Linked DNA regions of Sus scrofa: regions 1, 3 and 4 are each linked to region 2. A link is a contact called in public Hi-C and HiChIP or PLAC-seq data. All regions are on one chromosome and are shown on one strand. Each heading gives the region's core, a stretch centred on a gene start, on an enhancer-like site or on the middle of the called end of the contact. The rest is flanking DNA. Distances are from core to core; before and after follow the strand shown.

Evidence for each region. Hi-C and Micro-C count contacts between places; a contact is called where the count stands out from the background. HiChIP or PLAC-seq counts read pairs in DNA pulled down with a chosen protein or histone mark.
Region 1: a contact with region 2 is called in an H3K27ac HiChIP or PLAC-seq map of skeletal muscle. The contact joins two enhancer-like sites. A contact is called at or near these places in 1 of 47 Hi-C or Micro-C datasets (skeletal muscle) and 1 of 2 datasets of contacts at active chromatin or transcription factors (skeletal muscle).
Region 3: an H3K27ac HiChIP or PLAC-seq map of skeletal muscle shows a contact between it and region 2. The contact joins two enhancer-like sites. A contact is called at or near these places in 2 of 47 Hi-C or Micro-C datasets (psoas muscle and skeletal muscle) and 1 of 2 datasets of contacts at active chromatin or transcription factors (skeletal muscle).
Region 4: a contact with region 2 is called in a Hi-C map of skeletal muscle, with 13 times the contacts expected there. The contact joins the promoter of TEAD1 here to the enhancer-like site in region 2. A contact is called at or near these places in 3 of 5 promoter capture datasets (fetal liver, fetal skeletal muscle and liver), 19 of 47 Hi-C or Micro-C datasets (alveolar macrophages, embryonic fibroblasts, epiblast stem cells and 11 more) and 1 of 2 datasets of contacts at active chromatin or transcription factors (skeletal muscle).

The regions. Positions count from the first base shown.
Region 1 is chr2:46,608,568-46,611,312 of Sscrofa11.1, forward strand. The region is part of intron 1 of TEAD1 (TEA domain transcription factor 1); the gene reads right to left. Among named protein-coding and RNA genes, the nearest start is that of TEAD1, 60 kb to the right of the region's middle. Within about 2 kb of position 1,409, at least 1 of the 83 cell types and tissues checked has an H3K27ac peak or open chromatin away from gene starts, as enhancers often do. A contact at or near this core is called in skeletal muscle, where this site is marked.
Region 2 is chr2:46,438,957-46,441,919 of Sscrofa11.1, forward strand. The region is part of intron 10 of TEAD1 (TEA domain transcription factor 1); the gene reads right to left. Among named protein-coding and RNA genes, the nearest start is that of RASSF10, 100 kb to the left of the region's middle. Within about 2 kb of position 1,310, at least 4 of the 83 cell types and tissues checked have an H3K27ac peak or open chromatin away from gene starts, as enhancers often do. A contact at or near this core is called in skeletal muscle, where this site is marked.
Region 3 is chr2:46,569,723-46,572,422 of Sscrofa11.1, forward strand. All of the region lies in intron 2 of TEAD1 (TEA domain transcription factor 1), which reads right to left. Among named protein-coding and RNA genes, the nearest start is that of TEAD1, 99 kb to the right of the region's middle. Within about 2 kb of position 1,274, at least 9 of the 83 cell types and tissues checked have an H3K27ac peak or open chromatin away from gene starts, as enhancers often do. A contact at or near this core is called in skeletal muscle, where this site is marked.
Region 4 is chr2:46,668,769-46,671,529 of Sscrofa11.1, forward strand. It overlaps TEAD1 (TEA domain transcription factor 1), which reads right to left and starts at 1,500. Exons shown (of 14, transcript NM_001142669.1): 1 at 1,354-1,500. It overlaps LOC102164222 (a long non-coding RNA gene), which reads left to right and starts at 905. Exons shown (of 6, transcript XR_002341571.1): 1 at 905-992.

The DNA.
Region 1 (2,745 bases), core at 159-2,658, 170 kb after region 2:
AAAAGGTTAAAAGCCTTAAAAAAAAAAAAAAAAAAAAAAAAAAAGTACAGCCTATGGAAAAGCACCATTGCCATCATTTGGAAATGGGTTAAAATGCAGATCCTCAAGCCAAGTCCCAGCTACACTAAATCAGAACCTGTTTTTGATTTTTGGGTTTTTTTTTGGGGGGGGGTTGCCTTTTTAAGGCCACAGGTGTGGCCTATGGAAATTCCCAGGCTAGGGGCCAGAACTTCAGTTGCCAGCCTACACCACAGTCACAGCAGTGCCGGATCCTTAACCCACTGAGTGAGGCCAGGGATCGAACCGTGTCTTCATGGATCCTAGTCAGGTTCGTTACTGCTAAGCCGCAACGGGAACTCCAGAACCTACATTTTAAAAAGATCCCTAAGTGAGGAGCTCCCATTGTGCCTCAGCATGTTAAGAATCTGACTAGTATCCACGAGGATGTGGGTTCCATCCCTGGCCTCACTCAGTGGGTTAAGGATCTGGTACTGCTGCAAGCTGCAGTGTAGGTCACAGACACAGCTCTCAGATTTGGTGTTGCTGTGGCTGTGGTGCAGGCCAACAACTGCAGCTCTGATTCGACCCCTAGCCTGGGAACTTCATATGCCACAGGTGCAGCCCTAAAAAAAAAAAAAGAAAAAAGAAAAAGAAAAAAAAAAGATCCCCAAGTGATTCCTATGCTAACAAAGTGAGGCTGCTACTGCTGGTCAACAGACTACCCTCGAAAAGCAAGAGCCAGAGGCATACTCATCCAACAAGACTGTCAAAGCCCAGAAAAGGGCCTCATCTGTTCACTCACTCAGCAGCTGTATATTAAGTTCCTATGTCATGCCAGACACTTTTCTAGGCACCAAGTCCTGTTCTAGTCAAGGTGTAATTGAATGCTAAGGATCCTCTAACACTAGGGAGAAGGGCCCATTCCAGTTGCCTGCCCACAAAAGCCAGATAACAACAACTGAAGTGCCTCTGAATTCCAGCTTCTCCAACCCTGGCCCAGCTCCTCAAATGCTTTGCAGGTGTCAGGCTGATATCTCTTCACAATGCACCAAGAACCCACCCACACAATAGCCACAGCCCAGTGGTTTGGGCAGAGCCCCTTTATAAATCTGCAGGTGCTACATTCCAAAAATATTTCTTCTTATAAAGCATGGCAGGAATTCTACAGTGAGGGAAGAAAAGGGTTCAAGAAGGGCCTTATTTTTCCCGGGGGAGAGAAGAGACTAAAACCTCTCACAGAGAGGGTTATATATTTTTTTAATGTATTTATTTTATCAACCACATGCTCACAAGTCAAACATCCCCTCAAAGACATTTTGCAGACAGAGATATTCTGGGAACATACTAGAGGCAGCTTATTTATCTGCCGCTATTATAAGACTAGCCCGAAGGGATGAGGATCAGATGCTATCTCCCACTGAAATGACTGTCTGCCTGCCTGCCACCTCCATGCCAGGTCACATCTACTTCTGCCCCCATATACCCCCAGCTTGGCCCTGCTAAACTGCCCCCCCCCGCCCCACCCCGGTCCTGTGACAGGCTTCTAATTAGTCCAGGTCACTCCCAATGGGGAGGGGTATCTGCTTGCTCCACGTGTTCTGTACCATCTTTGGGTTCAGTACACTGACAGTAAAAGTGTAATTAATACACAAACACAACATTAATACTGAACATTGCCACAGTGCTGGAAACCCTCAGGGGCTGTTAGGATCCCAGACAAACTCAGCTCTTGAATTTCATGCTCCAAAAGGCAATTATAAGGAAGTATATTCCGTGGAGTTCCCTGGTGGCCTAGCAGTTAAGGATCTGGCGTTGTCACTGTTGTGGCTCAGGTTGCTGCTGTGGTATACATTCGATCCCTGGCCTGGGATCCCTCCGCACACCTCAGGTTCAGTCAAAAAAAAAAAAAAAAAAAAAAGAAAAGAAAAAAAGAGAGAGAGAGAAAAGAGAAAGAAAGTATACTCTAGTCAGCTATGACTGTCTCCAAGCTCTCTCCATTGCTATCCTTAATCAAGTTATCCTTTAGGTCACAAGATTTAGCAATTAGGAATGCTTTCCCTACCCCCTGCAGTCTTCTCTACCTTAACCAGGTAACCGACTCCTTCCCCACAGTGAGCATCTTAAGGGCAGGGGCTCCCTGCAGCACAGCATCTCTGGAGACCAGCAGATAACCTGACACATCCAGGTCTTCAGTAAATACTGACAGAACGGCAAATCATTCATCAAGTATCTAATGAGCGTTGAATTTTAGGATTATAATACTAAATGCTTGAGGATAAAATAGAAATAAAGAAGTGGTTAGCCCTGGTTGGCCTTCGGAGACAAAATCAAACAGGGAACAAAGACTATGGAAGTCTGGATCCAAACTCCGAAGTGAGGAGTGAGGGAATTCCTGGAGTAGAGCAAGCCAAGTGCAACAGAAATGGAATTTTCTTTATCCATGGCATCTCACACAGATCCACCCCCAGTCTGTAATTCATCGTGGGTTGAATGCATTTACCACACACCAACCTCTTACTCTGCATTTGGTCAAATTTCTCATCTTTTAAAATAACAGTATCAACTGTATGGTGTATCTTGTCTCCAACCTAAACTGTTTTATTACAAGGAGAACCACAGCTCATAATGGGGTGTGCTTCTCATAGGCATTCTTGCCTTCATTCTCAGCCCCAGCTGGAAGGCTCTTAGTGCCACATTAGAGAGAAGGGCAGGGAGTTGCAGAGATGTGCAGGCCTGCCACAGGCT
Region 2 (2,963 bases), core at 60-2,559:
AAAATTTGCCATTCTTCAACAGGGCAACATATAGCTGAAAATCAAGGTGCTGAGTGCGTTGCACTCTGGAGCCAGACAAGAACCTGAGATCTCACTTTCCTCCTATGTGCAATGGGGATACAGGACTGTCATACAGAAGAAGTTCGAAGATGAAAGGAAATAATGCACAGTGCGTGTGTGGCACAGGGCCTAGCAAACGAGAAATGTTTGATAAATCATAGCTGCTAAGATTACTATTACTGTAATTTATTATTACGTGAGATTAACTAGATCCTGGGGTAGAAGGAAAAGAACTTCCTTGCTTCAGCCAACCTTCCTGCTTAGCAAAGAAAAAATAAACACAAATAAGCCAAGAGCAAGTTCAGCGGTTCATCATGGCCCATTCACTTCAAGCTGCTCTCGGTGTGGGCCTCTCACCTGTGCCTGAAAGAAGAAAGAGAACTGTGTCCATTCAGTGTTACATACAATGTGCTTTCTATATTAGTGACCTCGGGTATTCTTTGCCTCCCAACGACACTGTAGGTGGATTTTCTTAATTTTTTTTTTTTTTTTTTTTTTTAAACAGATGAGGAAATAGAAGCTCAGAGATGAACAGACTTGCCTGAGGTCACACATCCAGGAATAGTCCTGGAGTTAAGACTAAAGCATGGATCTGTCAACACCTTAGCCCATGCATTTGCTGCAAACATCAACCGCACTGTCTCCAGAAGAAAATATAAAAGCCTAGATACTTCTAACGCAGATCGACTTTTTCTGAAAGTTGATTTGAGAAAAAAGAAAAAAAGCTCAATAGTGTTTTCACAGTTCTGAGAAGTGAAATTAGAATTCGGGACAAACATAATGATTCACAGATGCATCAGATAGTCTTCAAAGGTTTCTATTTTGAGGAAGTTACCTCTGTGCCCAAGAGGCTGAAATGAATTGAGAACGGGCAGGCTATCTTTGCCAAAGGAAATCGGGCACTGCCTCTCTAAGGCTGGTGACTTGAAACCAGACCCTGACTGTTGGCATCTGAGTGGCTTCATCCCTGCCAAGAGGTGACTTTGTTTCTAAGAATACAAAGGACTAAAAGAAGGTATCCTGGAGGCCACATCAGTAGGACAAACAGACCTCCCTCTCTCCTAAATTCAGTTTGGGTAGGTCGGGAAGCCTTCTGCCCCCAAATCCTAAAAGCTAAAAAGAAGAAATCTACCTGATGTGCCTGGGTTCAAGTGTTAATGAAATTAAAACTCTAAAGCGCATTTGCTGAGGCTTTACTTCCCTTCCTCCCAGTTCTCCTAATAAGGGAAGAAGGCTAGGGTGGCTCCCTCACTTCTCTTTTTCCTTCCCAATTAAATCCTATTCTCTTCCCAGTTGTGGTGGTTTCCCCCAAGCTAAAGATGGAACAGTCAAAAAAGCACAGTTTTATTCTATAGGGCAGAAAACAAATTACCTGCAAAAACAATAACAAAAAAAAAAAAAAAAAAAAAGAAAGAAAGAAAATCCCAAGGATTTGGGGGAACATGTAAGCAGGAACAGAGGGAATGCCACTGAATCACATACACCAAGGCCTAAGATTGTATTTCCTTGATATTCAAAATAGCATTGGCTTGTTCAATCACAAAAAAAGTCTCCTAGGCACTCAGTAGATGTGCTATCAATATATCAATGACAACAGCAGAAAAGGTATTCTGCGTGTGCCTTGTAGGGATTTTAGCAGAATAAGTCAGCACACTCAAGGTTCATTACATGGCAGGCACTGTGCTGGGCACAGGAAATCCATGAGCTAAGAGGACAAAGTCCCTCTCTTCCCAGAGGCTACGGAGTGACTGTACAGAGCTCAGCCTCTATAGACAGACTCATGTGCTGCCTGGACGCAGCTTTTGGCAGGAAGAGCTCTCTGCAGGAGGCTCTCTTTTATCTTGTCACTAACCTTAAGCCAGGGACCTCATGCTCTACTCATTTCCAGCCCCAGCACACCTTTCACATCTTTTGATCACACAATACTTTGCCTAATCTGCTGGGTTCTTTCCACAGATTAAAGAAGCAGAAAGGAAGAATAAGTCATTAGCAGATGACCAGATCGCTTTCCTAGCCTCCCCTTTCGTGAACAAACTGGGTGAACAAGAGAGGATCTAAGGGAAAAAATCATAAGCCGACCAGCCTGTGCACACTGGAGTCTGATCCCCTGGCTCAATGGTTAACTGAGATGTCTTCCCCTTTTCCCTTTAAAAATCTTCATGGCTGAGCAGAATCTTCAGATTCATTGCATCCACCACCTCTCCAGATTGTTGGCATTATGATTTCTCTCTCTCTCTCCCCTGTATTGATTTTTGAATGGCGAGCAGCAAAACCTGTGTTCAGGAACATGCCCATTAAATATATGTTCTCAGAGGTCCCTACAGAGAGAGTTGGGGGTAAGGACTGTCAACATCCCCTTCACATGACTTAAATCCCATGATTTGAGTCAGTATTCACCTGCTCTTTTAATATGGATATCCTTATTCTCTAGTACTAAACACCAGTGTTATTTCCATGAGCAAGGAAACATATGTGGAATCCACCTTGAAAATGTGAATGAAACTTCATAAGCTTAAGATGAAAACCAAGTTACCCATCACATGTGAGAAGAGAACACACTCTCAGATTTGTAAGGTTTCAGAAAACTGACCTTCCTTGCAACTATTCTCAGGTAGCAGTAGGATATGTTCTTATAAAATGAGGGAGTAAATCAAAAAAGAAGGGAGATGAGGGACTAACCCAGAAGAGAGCTAGAGGAACACACGGGCCAAGAGCTAGGCTGCTGACCTGGACAGAGCCAGCGCAGTGTGGACGAGGAGTGGAAGGCTCCTGGGGGATGTCGCCAAGGGGACAAAAGACCTCAGAGCCCTGACTTGTCTGACCATCTGGAGAAGGGTTTGAGAATTCTGTTAGAAATATGGAGGATCAATTGTGGAAGTCTATGAAAACTGAAGAAATAAAAA
Region 3 (2,700 bases), core at 24-2,523, 130 kb after region 2:
TTCATACCTCCAGAGTTGGCGTTGTCAAACACAGGCAAAGTCACATCATCTCTCCTAAAAAGATGCAATGGCTTTCCTTTGTTCCAGGATGGCCACCAGGCACTCAGGGCCCTCCATGATGCAGTGCCAGCCCACATTTCCAGGCTCATTCACCATACCACCCCCCCAGGACACACCTTCAGTTCTAAGAGCACCAGAGCTGTGCCCTCTAAGGACTTTGTGCCTTTATCACGCTGTTCCCTTAGGCCTAAGTGCCCTTCCTTTCCCTCTCTCCCCACAGTAGCAGGTTTGACCTAGGCTTCAGAAATCATCTGAAGTTATATGCAACAATTCCATAACTATGCACAAATAAGCATTTTGTTTTTTTTGGAGATCCACAACTTTCTATAGATTCTCAAAGGGGGTCTGCCATCCAAAGTAAGTTTAAAAACAAAAACACACGCTAAAAATAAAAAAAATACAAAAAAACACTTAAGTGGCCTTTTTCCCACTGAACAAAGCTAGCCCATCTAAGTCTGCCTCTCAGACTCTAACTCTTCTACTTCCCTGCATTTTTAAATATGGACACATGCATTCCCCAATCATAAGTAATCCCACTTTCTGCTGCCATACCACTGAGCTGTATATATCCCTAGTATATAGACTTCCTTCCCTATCAATACTGCAGTTAGTCATACTAGCTGGCTTGTTGTATTAAGCTGACTTTCAAATGTCAACCCCACCACTTATTTACTGTGACCTTGAGCAAATAACTTGACCTTGGTGGGCCTCAGCTTCCTCAGCTGTAAATTGGGGGTAATCATGGTAACCCCTGTCACTGGGTTGCTCTGAGGAATAAGCAAGATAACATATTCTAAAGCAATGAGAAAGTGCCTAGCACACAGTAAGTGGTCAAACAGGTCAGCTATCTTAATTGCTTTATACCTATAGTCCCCACTCACAGTCAAAGCACAGTACAGGCTTTCACTCAACAATTTATGAACCCATGTCTTCCTGAATCCCAGTGCTCATGCACTGCCACGGAAAGCTGTTGGAAAGCATAACTTTCCAACTCAGTGATAATTTAACATTATCTTTTTTATCTCTGCTTATGACCAGTTCTTGAGCCATCCTAATCAGCTTTTTTTAAACCTGGATTACATAAGGGCTCACACCTTGTGCATAAACCCTGGTAGGCCCAACCTCTGCCAACCCCCTCCCCCACCACCGCTGCCAATATGTTAAGCTTCCCAATCCAAACACTGATGACTCTGACTTTGCTACTCTCACAGGAACCAAACTATTTCAAAATCTCCCATTACTCATCTGTTCTGAGGATCCCTGAATTAACCCTTGTTCCACTACTCTGCCTATTTGGACAGAAATCCTTCCTGCCTCTGGAACTAGCATTTGTCAATACACATCACACACAAAAAAATAGCATTTCTTCCTTCTCAGACTAAGAGACTATTAAATATACAAACATCTTTTTCTCTCTCATTTTTTTTTTTTCCTGCTTTCGCCCTTCCTTTCTAGCCAGTTCCTCTCAAGGCTCAGAGGCCTATTGACTCCCCTTTCTTTGTTTTAAACAATAGTTCACATATGTGTACATTCAACAAACATCACTGACACCTTCTACGTCCAGCAAGACAGTCATGGTGGGGTCTCAGCCTTATGGAGCTTCTGGCCTGTTCTAAGGGCACAGCTCTTTGTACTGCACGTTCCTAGCTAATTCACTTGAAATAATATCCTGAATCACAGGTCAGACAGAAAAAAGAAATCAAAGATGCTAAATGATGCTCAGATTAAGAACCGGAAAGAACAGGTTCAGCTCAGTCCTCAAGGCTCCTTCCTCCAAGGCCTGGGGATACTACAAGGCTTCGATTCTATAGTCATTTCCACAGACACAGACCACCTTCCTGGAGCTCACAGAAAGCCCACTGTCTTAGAAAGGAATGGCGTTGCATTTCCTTGACCTGTCCTCCAAATTAGGAGGAGCCTAGGGACCTCAGATGTCAGCCTGTTTGCCTGCTCTGATTAACTGGTGCACACTCCTATCTGCTTGCATGCACTCCTTCTGATGCCCCTTTGTCAGTTCTGCCACCACCTCACTGAAAGGGCCCCTTCTCTCTTCTGCCTTGTGCTTCTATGAAGTAAGCAAAGAGGCAAGTCCAACTCCTGTGCTCTCCTGGCCAGGACGGCTCAGGTCAGCAATTGGGGAGGCCTGGCCAAGAGATGTCTTCCTCCTCATCTTTTCTATTCGACACAACTCAGCTCTGTGATAGCTGACCAGCAGGCATGGCATCCCAACAAGAAAGGGGGCAGCCCCGGAGCCAACCTGACCAAAGTCCCTGAAGACACCTACTCATAAAGAGACAGTCATTGTCCAGCAATTGCTGTGCCCTGGCTGCCTGTAGGATCCTACAGCACCAGAATCTTCCAGACATCTTCCTGGCCACCACCAAGGCCAGCCTTGTGATCTAGGATCCTCCCCACTGCGATATTTGAGACACTTTCTTCCTGCCAGCATTGGGCCAGGTGCCCTGGATACTAGTGGCCAAGAACAGGCTTCAAAAGGCTAAGTGGAAGGTGACCATCTTCAAAGGGCTCTCAGACTTCCCAGAAAGCTCTGGCACGCAGCCCTGACCTCAGGTCAGTGTTTCCTGCAAATGAACTTGCTCCATGCGGGCAGGGACCATGTCTGTCTGGCTCACTGCTATA
Region 4 (2,761 bases), core at 250-2,749, 230 kb after region 2:
GTTTTGAAATCTGATAGGTTTTGCAGACCTTTCTGTCCCAGGACCTGGGCTTCCTCCAAGGCACTGTTTTTAAAACACGGCCTTTTACATTACCCGCTCCTGGAACATCATCTGTCTCTAAGTTTCCAGTGCTCACTGAGGTCAATTTTCATTTCTGCAAATCACAGGCAGCCACTTGCTTCTGAAACGTTAACAAGCCTCCTGAGAAATGCTGGTGGCTGGTATTTCATTGTTCCATAAATATTTTTATACAGTGACACCATTCAACTTTAAATAAATCTTTAAAAAGAAAGAATTAAAAAGCAAAAGAAAATAATGATCTGGATTTTATTTATTTTCGTAGGAGGAAAATAAGGAAGGTGTGAGCCCTCCATTGTTTTCAACTCATTTAAAATGCTTCTTCGGTTTTTAAAAAACACATTTTAAAAGAAAAAAAAGGAAACTCATACAAGTTGAACTTTCTTTAAAGCGGGCCTCTGCACTTCTGAACAAAACAAATGTTGCTGCTACGAACAAAGACTAGAAGTGCACCCTGATTTTCTCCCCTCCTGGGGAATCATTTCTCTTCCAATAAACAAACAAATCCCCCAGTATTTCCTACCAAAGGGAAGTTTTCCAAGGAGAGTCTCCTCCAGGGTTTGGTGGTAACTGCGACTCAGTCTTTTTTGGACACAATGTTTCTGCTGACTCCTGAAAATTTTCCACTTGAATGTGCAATGAAGCAGCGGCGGCGGTAGCAACAGTCCTGGAGAAGCGGCAAAGACGACCGTGCCTCCTTTCATCTTTGAGAAGGAACGAAACCTCCGCCAGCAGCGCAAGTCGGCTCAGACCCCGGGCGGGCCTCGGGGGCCCCGGCGCCTGGGGCGGCCAGGGAGACGCGGTGGGGGGAGTCGGGCCGGCTTGGGGCTCCCAGGCGGCGCCGGCGGCTCTCCCCGCCCGCGCTCGCTCCGAACTTCTGACTTCTCCCAGAAGAACGTGTAAACTGCCCGAGGGTGTGTGCGTGTGCGCGCGGGCTGGCGGACAGGCGCGAGAGGGGGGCGCGGGGGGCGCGGCGCGGCCGCCCCGGCGCCTCCCGGCCGCTGGCGGGGCCGCCTGTTGCCGCGCGGGTTCCTCAGCGCGCGGCCCAACTTGGCGTCCCGGGAACTCGCGCCGCGGCGCCGAGCCGCTCACCTTGAAGGGGCGCGGGGAGGAGGGCGCGGGGGCCCGGCCCCAGTCCTCCGCGTGCCCGCTCACCCGCCGCACACAAAGCAGAGCCCCGAGAGAAAAAGCGGCCCGAGCCGGACGCCGCCGTCCCCCCGCCCCGACGCCCGGCGCACCCCCCGCACCCAGCATCAGCCCCGCGCGCCAACTTACCTCGGCGAAGGGAGCCGCCGCAGCGCCCGGCGAGTCCGAGGCAAACTTCGGCGCTGCTTCCCTCGCTTTCAGCTCGGAGCCCGGCTCCCTCCCCGGCTCCCAGTCCCCGGGCTGGGCCACCCCACCCCTGTTAGCACTGCTCCTGCCCCGGGGCCGGCTGGGCGTACGGGGCTGCTGCCCGCGGCTCCGGGCAAAGGTGGACGGGGTGGGGGGCTTCACTGCATGGCCTGTCCCCGGACGCGGCCGCCCCGGGCCCGGGCCCCGCCGCGCGGACTGGCCCGCAGGGTGGAAGCGAGTCTGCAAAGTGCTTGGTGGGCGCCCGCGGCGGGCGGCGGGGCCGCGGCGGCGGCTGCAGAGGCTCGGCTCGGCTCGGGCGGCGCGGCAAGGCGCGAGCGATGCTAAGAATGTTCGGAATGAGGACAGGAATGAAATGAACGCCAGGACCGAACTCGCTCCGGAGGGGTGGGGCCTCGGTGACGTCATGCGGCCTGCCGCCCGGGGCCGGGGGCGGGGCCTGCCGCCGCCGGTGACGTCATGGGGATTCGGGGCGGGCCCGGCTCCGCCGCCTAGCCGTTGGGGCGCGGGCTCCCCCCGGAGGAGCGGCGGGGCGGAGTCTCGCGCCCACGGGGGAGCCGGGCGCGCGCGGGAGCCGCCCTGCCCCCTCCGGGAGCGGGCTCCGGGCTTTGTCCCGAGCTGGGCGGGGCGGACTGGGGAGGGCGCCTTGGCTGTGCCAGCGCTGCGCGGAAAACTGTGGAAACCTAGGTTCCCTCCGTGGGGCGGGCGATGAGGTCCGAGCTGCGCTCGAAGCTCCTGCAGTGCCTCAGTTTCCCTCCTCCGGGACGCGGAAGGTTGGGCTGCTGCCTACAGCGCTCCTGGTCTCGCGGAAGTCTGCAAGGGTGGGGAAGAGAAGTTTCTCTTCTGGAAATTTACGTTGTTCTCTAGCACGGTGGACGCCTTCCCGGGGCCGGATTCCCAGCCTGCAATTGCTTTCCCTCTTTTTCACTTTATAAAAGTTCAGGGCTCTCGCTCAAGTCGAAGTCAGCCCTACTGTTGAGAAGGGAAACCTTTAGCATAGCGGGGGGGAAAAGATAATTGCTGGGTTTGTAATAATCCTGCCCCGCTAACACGGTCTCCTCCAAGTCGCTCAAGAAATCAAGTTCACTAATCCCTGCGAATTGTGCTTTTCGAAAGCAATGAGTCAGGTAAAAATCCCTAACTCTTTAATGCTGCATCCTGCACCTTCACGTCACTTTTTTTTCTTTTTCTTTTTTTTTTTTTTTCTTTTTGCTTTGTGGGTAAACTTCGCTTACACCTAGACTAACTTTAACTGTATCTTTGGAGATAGTGACAGTAAAGTGACATAGTAGACACTGTGGGTAAATCAGAAAGCAACTAGGTTTGGAGTAAT